2 separate regions of the Mus musculus genome follow, and region 2 is linked to region 1. Evidence: chromatin contacts called from public HiChIP or PLAC-seq data. All regions are on one chromosome and are shown on one strand. The core of a region is the stretch at or near the end of the contact, and the rest is flanking DNA. Distances in the headings are between cores, read along the strand shown.

What was found. HiChIP or PLAC-seq counts read pairs in DNA pulled down with a chosen protein or histone mark.
Region 2: a contact with region 1 is called in an H3K27ac HiChIP or PLAC-seq map of epiblast stem cells. The contact joins two enhancer-like sites. A contact is called at or near these places in 4 of 39 promoter capture datasets (embryonic stem cells, hippocampal neurons and stem cell-derived epiblast-like cells), 2 of 484 Hi-C or Micro-C datasets (cerebral cortex and cortical neurons) and 3 of 115 datasets of contacts at active chromatin or transcription factors (embryonic stem cells and epiblast stem cells).

Annotation. Positions count from the first base shown.
Region 1 is chr16:12,765,770-12,770,877 of GRCm38.p6, forward strand. It overlaps 4930414F18Rik (a long non-coding RNA gene), which reads right to left. Exons shown (of 3, transcript XR_875912.3): 2 at 1,394-1,546; 3 at 25-257. Among named protein-coding and RNA genes, the nearest start is that of 1700003L19Rik, 43 kb to the right of the region's middle. Within about 2 kb of position 2,957, at least 5 of the 459 cell types and tissues checked have an H3K27ac peak or open chromatin away from gene starts, as enhancers often do. A contact at or near this core is called in epiblast stem cells, where this site is marked.
Region 2 is chr16:13,011,257-13,016,364 of GRCm38.p6, forward strand. No RefSeq gene overlaps it. Among named protein-coding and RNA genes, the nearest start is that of Ercc4, 96 kb to the right of the region's middle. Within about 2 kb of position 2,810, at least 12 of the 459 cell types and tissues checked have an H3K27ac peak or open chromatin away from gene starts, as enhancers often do. A contact at or near this core is called in epiblast stem cells, where this site is marked.

The DNA.
Region 1 (5,108 bases), core at 1,707-4,206:
TTCCATACACTGTTTTATGCTTCCATTATCTTTGTGGTATCAACTTATTTGACCCACATAACTACTCATTCTGTTGTAACCATGCCCATTTCAGACTCAAAAGGACTGAAGTGGAGAAAATGTGATGGGTTTGTCCATTTAATGCCACAACTTGAAAATAGCTCACCTGAAACCTCGAGGTCTAATCCTCTCCCCTTTCTCCATGTTTCCTATCACATTATAAGTCCAAATTCAATCTGTGACAGGGACACAAGTCTCTAGACAGAGGAAGAAGTTGTTTTACAATACATTGGTGAAAATTATATACTTGCAGTGTTTTGAAACTCAAAAATAAGTCTATTCAGAAAGGAAAAAAAAATCACAGTTGTAACGGGAAAAAACTACCAAATGTATACAGTATAGGAATCCATTGCTCTATTACAATATAGATCTAAAAGTGCCCCCCTTCAAACCCAGATGCGTGAAGGTTCCCCACTGCAACATTAATAAGAGGTAGGGCTTCCAGAGTGTGATTATATCTTGATGACTCTGACCTCATCAATGGAATAATAAATTAATAGATTCATAATTTGGTAGAATTACTGGGAGGTGGCAGAAACTTTAGAATGTGGGGCCTACTTGAAGGAAGTAGGTCACTGAGTAAACGCCATCCCTCCTCTAGCTGAGAGCCTCCTATCTCCTATGGTGTGACCAATCTATGTTACCACACATGCTCCTAACTGTGGTGCTTCCCCTCACCATGGACTCAGAATTAATGGAGCCAAGTGAGTATAAACTGTCTTCTCTGAGACTGTGAGCCAAAAAAGCCTTTAATCTTCTGAATTGTTTTTCTCAGGTTCTTTCTTACACTGGTGGGATGGTGACTCAACCACCTGCACTGAAATAAGAACAGAAATAATAAATGTCTAGAATATCATATGTATCAATAGCAGAGATGTCTAGGCCAGTGGGTCTCTATTTAGGATGGTGGCCTGCACAGTGATGAAAGGACTGTCACAAGTTGCCCAGGGACAGAGGCATGTAGCCAAATATACATGACTAACACAAAGCTGCTGCTTAATGCCTAGTAAATAATAGTATTCAATAGATTAACGTGGTCACTCCAAGAATATTGTGTTTATACTGGCCATTGTATCTCTACAAATGTAGAAATAAACCAAACCAAACTCAGCAAGTTTCCGGGTCTGACAGTGAGAAGTGGCTGTCTGGTAGATGGGGAACTGTAAGGAACAAGATATAAATGACATAAGGAAATGATACCATGGCGGAACGTAACCATGGAAACAAAGCCTATAGTGTGTGCATGAGTATGATAATATTGAAGTAAGGCAAATGCCCAGTGAAGTAATGTGTGAATGCCTTAATTAAGATTGGCTAAGAGTAGCTTAAATACCTTGTCTAGCCATGGCAAATCACTCGCTCCCAGAGTCCCGAGTCCCACAAAGATGCCAACATGCTGAGAGATCGAGTCCACCAGAATCCACCAACCCGGATGCCTGCCACCGAACAAGATGAGCCCGCACCGAGGACCGAGCTCCAGCTGGGCCTGAAAGCAGAAGGACACAGCTCGAACCTTACTCAACGTGCCACCATTGAACCAGGCAAGACATGGGCCTGACCAGAGGTTAGTGAAGTGTGTGTGTGTGTGTGTGTGTGTGTGTGTGTGTGTGTGTGTGTGTGTGAATGAATGTGATCCCATTTTGCTACTTATTTGTTTCTTGCTACTTATGAATAAATAAACTATTATGATCTGACCTCTGAGTCTGAGGCTTCCTTCTTGCTTCTGTCCTCAATCCTAATTCGTGACAAGAACAAGGCCCCAAGGGAGTCCTCGGCTGGCTTTTTATTCTGTGAAATGTTGGTGTTATATTATATAAGCATCAGTCATGGGATAATGTCCAATCAGGTCCTTTTCCAAAGCTTCTTGGACCCTAAAGGAATAAGATCACTGGCAAGCTTACAAATTACAATCTTGGATATAAAAATTGTCCTGTCCCTCATGGAAATCATAAGAGATCCAAAGAAATATCGAGATGACTGAAGCCCCTTGGTCATTTTATAGTTGGATGTTTTATATTCTGGAAATGAGAGGGGAGAAAAGATTGTGGTAGATGGCACTATTTGCTTCCCCAGCAGCTGTAACCATCGCTTTTCTCTCCTCTTAAGGAAGTATCTCTAATGATGACCTTTGTGCTCCCTAGTGAGAAGTTAAACTTAACTTTAAGACAGTCTGGCACCTCCCTTGTCTCTAAGGAGTGCAAAGTGGATACATTTGGAGGACACATTTGGAGTTCCAGAGTCCAAAAAAGCATCCTCACTCCTGACACCGACTGCAAGTCCAGGGGTCTTCTAACACCCTGGGCTGGCCTTGGTGACACACAGTACCCCATGAACAGGTAGCTATGAACCTGAGTCAAAGCAAACCTCTTCTTCCTCAAGTGGGGTTCTTCAGGTTTCTTGTTACCACAGTGCACAGCGAATAACATGGTGTGGAGAGCCTTTGGGGGCCGCTTGCTTCTAGATACTTGTGAGGAATTTTATATGGAGCCAGGACAGAAGGGAGGTCAAGGCAGGGATCTGGCTTGTGGGCCTGGTCTCAGGAAATAGGCCCAGATTAAGAACATTTACATTTGAGTTAATGCAAAACATCCCTTTTGTCTTGATAATCTCTCCAGCACCTTAGAACCCAGGTTTATAGAATTTTGTTTATTGCCTTGCTTATTCCTTGACCCAGAACTGATCTTATCATTTTGCATCACTTAAAAGAAGACTAGAAAAAACAAAAACAAAAACAAAAACAAAAACAAAAACAACTTTCAGCCTCAGAACTGGCTGGGATCTTGCTACAATGTTGTCTAATTATCTTTTTTCTTTTCAATTCTCATTCCTGCCCTGTAGAACCTGTTGACTGACTGAGCTGTCTCAGTCACCACAGCAGGATCCTGGGAAGCCTGTCTGAAGTTCAGTGTTCTTCCCTCCCTGTGTGACTATGAGCAGCTCTCTCAATGGTTCTGAACCCACATTTCCTAATCTGAGAGAGACTGAAAAAATGACTTGCTTAATTAACAGTATTTGGGGAAAAATCATGTGATAACTTTTGCCTTTGAGGAAAAGAACCCCCATTAAAACAACCTTAGCAAGAAACAGAAGCTCATTTGGTGGCAGATGATGCATGTGCACATTATCTCAAGGCCACATGGCAGTGCTGAGGTAAACAGCTTACCTGGGGTATTACAGGGGCCCTTTGGGAGGAGCTACCCCAGACTGAGTGCAGGTCTATTTCCCTAGTTACATCTTAAAGAGTGGATTGTTCACATGGTGTGAACTGAGGAGGGCTCTAGAATGAAGAGGTAAAGAGCAACATGAAACATACATAAGAATATTTTCTTCATATAGGCAAAGTACATTTCCTGAAGTGGCTTTGAATTCATTCTGTAGCTAAAGCAGATCTTCACCATACAATGCCCCCTGCCTTAGCCTAGCAAGTAACTGGAATTACAGGTCTATAAAAAAACAAGTAAACAACAACCTGGAGCACTATATCTTAATTTCTGTACAGTTCCCACCAGATGAGTAACTGAGAAATGGACAGATGCATGTTATTGAATATACACATGCATAAAAATATTACACAAACTGAAGGAAAAACAATGGATGAGTTTAGGAATCTTCAGAGATATGCTGAACACCTGTGTTCCCAGGATTTCTTGATTTTTCCCTGTGGTTTTAATACCTGAACTAGAGAGGCACATTTGGAGAAACTTGCTTTGAGTAGGTCATCTTAGAGCTAGAACACAGCTCAACACTACATTGTTTGCCTAAGCAACACACACACACACACACACACACACACACACACACACTCATATTATTATCCACATTTTACAGGTGATGGAACTAAGACTCTGGAAGGTTATCACTTTCCAAGGGATGCACAGTCTCTAATGATGGAGAGGAGTTTATAGTCTAATCTGACTTCAAATCTCAGATTCCAATCATTTTTTAAAATAATATTACATTTTGAAAAAAAGCATCATCTGGTTTTGAAAGAAAATGAAATTTAAGACTTGTGATCCATGTAACTCATGTCAATTAGTCCAAAGAGTTGTTTGCAAGCTTAGAAGCCTGGGGCTGAGAACATTGTGGAGCAGGCCAAGACATGCCAGTGCAGGCCTGTCGTTAAGACATTCCTGAGGCTGCTTGGCCATAAAGATAAAGAGAATGACATGTCTGGACTGGCCCGGTGCCTCCCTATCTCCCGCCCTTCTGACATGGGTTAAATGTTAACCAATGCTCTGCTGTTACCTCGATCTGCACGTACAGTCTGCTGATGTTTAAATGAACCAATCATGTGAAACCGCACCAATTCCTCCCCCAGCCCCAGACCCTTTTCTATAAAAACCCCTAGCTTTCAAGCCACGTGGCTGACAACCGTTGTCTCCTGTGTGAGATACGTGTCAGTCCGAGCTCTGTCATTAAACTACCTCATGTGTTTGCATCAAGACGGTCTCTCATGATTCTGTGGTTGCATGCCGACTCGGGATACGAGTGATGGTTTCCCCACTAGGTTCTTTCAATTTCACTGATGGTTTCTAGATGTTATTGAGACACATAAAATCATGCATGACCTTGAAGTCATGCTTGAAGCGATAGTATGGACAAAACACAGAGACAGGAGGGAAGAGGAAATTTGTCAGCACACAACCTAGAGTTGTATAAAAGCTTACAGAAACCAATACATGTGCTAATGATGAATTCTGTTGAGCGTGTTCCTCCTTCAGTGGGTCCATTGCTTTGTAAACAGTGCCTGCTGTAGGTGAATCACAGCACATTTTCACAGCAGCCTAACCCTTCCATGAATCTTATGAATGGAACCAAGCTGCCAAGCTCTACAGTAAGTGGCACGCGACGTAGTGTTACCCTAAATCAAGCTTTCTGTGGCTAATTTTTCACTGCATAGCAGGCTCTAATTTAGCTGTCAGACCCTAGGTCTTTTGCCAACGCTAATGCAGAATTGTGGCAGGGGTGATAATTATCTCCAGACTCTAGTACCTCCTTCCTTTACCTTCTGGCCACAAATACTCAGCAGCTTCAAGATAATTTCCTCT
Region 2 (5,108 bases), core at 1,560-4,059, 250 kb after region 1:
TTGTCTACATGTGAGGCTTTGTGGAGGTGAGACTCATACCATCCCCTGCCCCCTGCCCTGGCCATCAGACCAGTTCTCTCAGCCCGGGATGGTCTCCTCTATCCAGCTCATTCCAGTGCCAGGCCACTTCAGAAAGCTCTATAGCGCTTGCCTGAGCTGACTTCCTCCTGAATTCTTCCCAAACTCCTCAGACCAAATATGCTTGTTTAGTGCCTCCAATGCACCTTGCAAGAGTATAATTTTTAGACCTCTGTGCTCCTGAGACGCTGGAATTCAGCTTAAACTGAGTTATGCCAGTGCGCCAACATTGCAGTGAGTGGCCATAGCCTTCGCTTGATTCTGCCTTGTGTTTTGCTTGTTTCGCTGCCTGTGTGTCCTCATTTTTGCCCGGTACCTGTACTCCACCCTTGAGGACCCTTGTGCAATAGGTCATAGCAGAACTTCTAGCATAATCTTTATCCTCAGAAATCCTGGGAACCCTGACTTCACCCTGTTTTCCAGTTCCATTTCCATACTGAGAAGTCTCTGGGACACTCAGGATCTCAGGAGCTGCCACAGTGGTTTTCTCATCTCAATTCCACACACGCACCTCCAAGTAAGACCAGTATGTTTAATACTTTTAAAACAATATATGTGTATTTTAAGGGTGTGCTTAAATGAACAGTAAATTATACATGTGGGTCTGACTGTAAGCACAGGGTTTTCACTGAAACACTCAACATCAGAATCAACCTAAATGTCCACCAAGAGTGGCCTGCTCGAACAGTATACATTTTAACCACACAGTGGAATTTTAAGCAGCCATTAAAATTGATGAGATATTTCTAAATTTGTTGACCCAGAAAGAAGACCATGGCAGAATGTTGAGTGAAAAAGCAGGTTAGCCAGCAGTCAGAATATGATCTCATTTACATAACAGCATGTGTGGGTACTGAGTGTGTGGGTGTGAGTATGCACGTGAGAGTGTGTGCAGATGTGAGAACCCTGTTAAGTGTGGGCCCATAGGAGTGCATGTAAGGGGCGGGGGTGTGTATGAGAGAGGGGGGGACGGGGGAAGAAAGGGAGAGAGATGGGGGAAAATATGCAGGTGTACTTAGAAATACTGAGGATATCAGAATGTTGCAATGACATTATTGGTTCTGCGTAGTGGGAGTTTCAAAGTCTTTTCGTGTATATACAGGCTGTGAGCTGTGGCTTTATAATGTGCACACATAATTCTACACGGGAGGTAGGGTGCTCTTTCTCAGTTTTGAAACTTTCAAGGGAAGTCTGAAACAGCCACAGGAAAACTTCACCCTCTCACCTTAGTGTTGGGAAAGAAAAAAGGGTCAGGAGCTGGCTAGCACAGCTGCTTTTTGTACATATTTTTTTGCCTGCAGCCAACAGTCAGTCAGTCCTTAGGCTTAAAAGAATCTCCATCAGCATACCGCTCACCAAGTCCTCAGCTCAACAGAGCCCTCTTTCTGGTCCCCAGTTGGACAGACCCTGTCCTGGTCCCCAACTGGACAGCTACCCTACCCCATGCCACCCCAGCTGGGGCATTTCCCACTCCCTAGATGCCTCTTTGCCTGTACAGAGTAAAAAATTTTGAAAAGTATTTGGAGATTTCTAGAAGGATCTGTGGTCAGTTGATCATTTGACCCATGAATCGCCCACCAGAACTCAGCAATTCTTATAAAGGAAAGCATTCAATTGTGGCTATGCTACAGTTCATAGGTTTCGTACTTTATCATCATGATGAAAAGCATGGCAGTATGCCAGCAGACATGATGCTGCAGAAAGGGGCTAAGAGCTCTACGTCTTGACCTAAAGGCAACAGGAAGTGAACTGGTTTGAGCTTCTGAGACCTCAAAACCCACCCCCTTTAATAAAACCCCGCCTACTCCAACAAGGCCACATCTCCTAATAGTGCCATTCTCTATGAACCAAGCAAACACTTGAGTCTATGGGAGCCGTTCCTATGTTCCTATGTTCCTATTCAAAACATCACAAGGTGACCCATCTTACTACCTCATACCTCAGTAGAACAGGAACCATAAGGAGGATAGCAAGTGGAGTCAAGCTCCCACCAATAGAGCAAGACACAGTCATCACTTGCATTAAAATATGAACTTCTCAAACACACAACTGTGGGGAGCCGCCCTCACATTCGCCACTACAAGATGGCGCTGACATCCTGTGTTCTAAGTAGTAAACAAATAATCTGCGCATGTGCCGGGGTAGTTCTCCACTCCATGTGCTCTGCCTTCCCCATGACGACAACTCGGCCGATGGGCTGCAGCCAATCAGGGAGCGACACGTCCTAGGCGGAGGATAATTCTCCTTAGAAGGGACGGGGTTTTGCCATTCTCGCTCTTGCTCCTGAAGAAGTAAGCAATAAAGCTTTTGCCGCAGAAGATTCCGGTTGTCCTGAGCGTGTTCTTGCCGGTGGAACAAAAGCTTGGGCAATACACAACCATGTGTGCTTCATGGTTTGGTTTGGGTCATGACTCACCCTTCTATAAAAAGTAATTGCCTTGCTAGATTAATTTCACTTTGCTAGTGTGCTTCTTTGTGTGACACTAAGAATATTCTTTCCCGACACCAATGATTCCATATTCTCTTGGATACTTCCCAGCTTCCTCTGCAGTGGGCCATGTGGCTATTGCCAGCCAATAGACTCTGAGTGTCCACTTGTGGGGCTTGTGGAGTTATTACACGTCCTTGTCCTTCTTTATACTCTTCTTAATAGGTTCAGGCAGCTCAATGGCCTCAAATTTCACCAGTGACACAGAGCAGGTGGCTCAATCTGCATGACATTTGGGAAATAAGTGGGGATTTCCTTGGGGAGGGGGCGCAATCGAGTGACTCAGCAGCAGGAGTGCACCTGCACAAACACCAGGCAGAGGAAGTGACCCGGCTATGCAGATAGAATTTGGGTTAAAGGTTTCTTTTGTTTTGCTTTGCTTTGTGTACCTTGGAGACTTAGCATATTTGCTGCTGTCTATTTCTTCATATTCAATGGCTGGGATTCCTAACTTTTAATTGAAACTCCTCAGCTTATTGTTCCCTGTCTCCTCCTTGGAGCAGCTAATGACCAGTAAACAAATCCACAAGGGCCCAGCCTAACTTTGGTTTACACAACACTTTCTGAAATGCTGAAAAAGCCCCTGCTTCAGGAAGGATGCAGTTCCTGAGCTTGCCTTGCTGATCGGTGGCCTCCCACTGCTGCAACTGAGGCTTTCCCTTTGCTCTCAACTGTGCTGAGAACCGGGCTACTTGGAACTGCTTGGTGAGAAGGGCTGATTCAACCTATCCCCTCCAATGCCCAGACCGCGCTTCAAGTAAGGCGTTAGAGATCCCTAGCAGCCTGCACCCAAAGTCCATTCATCCTCATCCGCAAACAGCCAGCTTAAGCGGCCTCTGTGGGAGCTTTAACCCAGAGACAGGGCTAATTAATTTCAGGTTTAATAAAATTTAATTAGGTTTACATTTCAAACCCTTCGTGCTTGTCCTTGAGGGGCTGATGCTGGTTTGGTGCTCAGTGTCTTTTTTCGTAACAGTTCCAGAAGTGATCGGTGGGATCAAAGAGAGGAGCGAGCACATGGGTAGGGAGTCAAGTCCCCACCCAGGACCTAAAAAAAAATGCTTTCAACCTCAATCACAGAGCAAGGCAGCCCTTTGCATCATCTACCACAGCAGTGAAAGGGGAGCAGAGGCTCTTGTAGAAAAAGGGCTGAGACACTCGGAAAAACACTCAGAAGGTCTGAATGAAGCTGAGTCTGGGGACAATTGAATTCACACTGAGATCATGAAGAGTGTGCGGGCGTGAGCTGGATCTGAGCTCCAATCCCAGATCTGTTTCTTACCTCAGTTTCCTCTTCTGTGAAATGAGTAACATCATTCCCTCCGCATAATGGGAAGGACTTAGAGATAACCTGTGCGGGATGTTGATGCTGCTTTTGAGCACAGTTCTGTCTTCTCTGCTTCCCTTCCTTTCCTTTTGTTCTCCAAGGTGTTTCAAGCATCAAGCTCAAATCCATCCTGTGTTCTACTTCTGGGAAAACACAGACTAGCATCTTCACTATTTCCCCTGTCCCTCAAGAAACATTAAAAGGTGAATAGATAAGCAAAATGTGATCTGTCCGTTAGTGAGATTACTTTTCAGTCATAAAGGAGGAGGAGGAGGCCAGAGAGGAGGAGGAAGAGAACAGGAAGGAGGAAGACAAGGAGGAGGAGGAAGAGGACAGGGAGGAGGAAGACAGGGAGGAAGAAGACAGGAAGGAGGAAGACAGGGAGGAAGAGGGTAAGAAGGGGGAAAACAGGGAGGAGGAGGAAGACAGAAAGGAGGTGGAGAGGGAAGAAGAGGAAGAGGACAGAGAGGAGGAAAAGTAAGAGGTGGCAGGAACATTGATACAGGCTTCAGTGTGAACATCCTTTGAAAGAGTTCAGACACAAAAGGTCACTTATAATACAATTTTATTATATGAAATATATCATAATGAAAGAAGTGAATGGTGGGTGACTAGGGCTGACAGTCAGGACTAATGTTCAGAAATTGTGTTTATTGATCAATAACCTATAATTACTATAACAAAAATCTTTGAAATGAACATCTTATAAGGAGGAAAGGTTCTAGACTCACAGTTTTAAAGCTTCCTGGTCATATTGTTCTGGCAGGAGTGTATGGCACACAAGGTCTGTTCACCACATGTAGGCTAGGCAGCAAAGAGAGAGGGGGTAGATGAGATTGGGCTCCAACATTCCTTCCCACCCTCCCAGCAGCCCGGATTCTAAGTCAGCTCCACTCCATAAAGTCTCTACAACAGCAGTTCTCAGGTGGTTCTCTGTGGGCTCACTACCCCCTTGAGGGTTGATTGACCCTCTCACAGGGATTGCATATCAGACATGCTGCATACCAGATATTTGCTTTACAATTCTTAATAGTAGCAAAATTACAGTTATGAAGTAGCAACATAATAACTTTGTGTTTGGGGGTCACCCAACAGGAAGAACTGTATTAAAGAGTAACAGCGTCTGGAAGATTAAGAATCTCTAGTGTAGAACCTCCAAACAGCACCACATACTGACAACCAAACCTTCCAACACAGGTATCTGGGAACACTCCA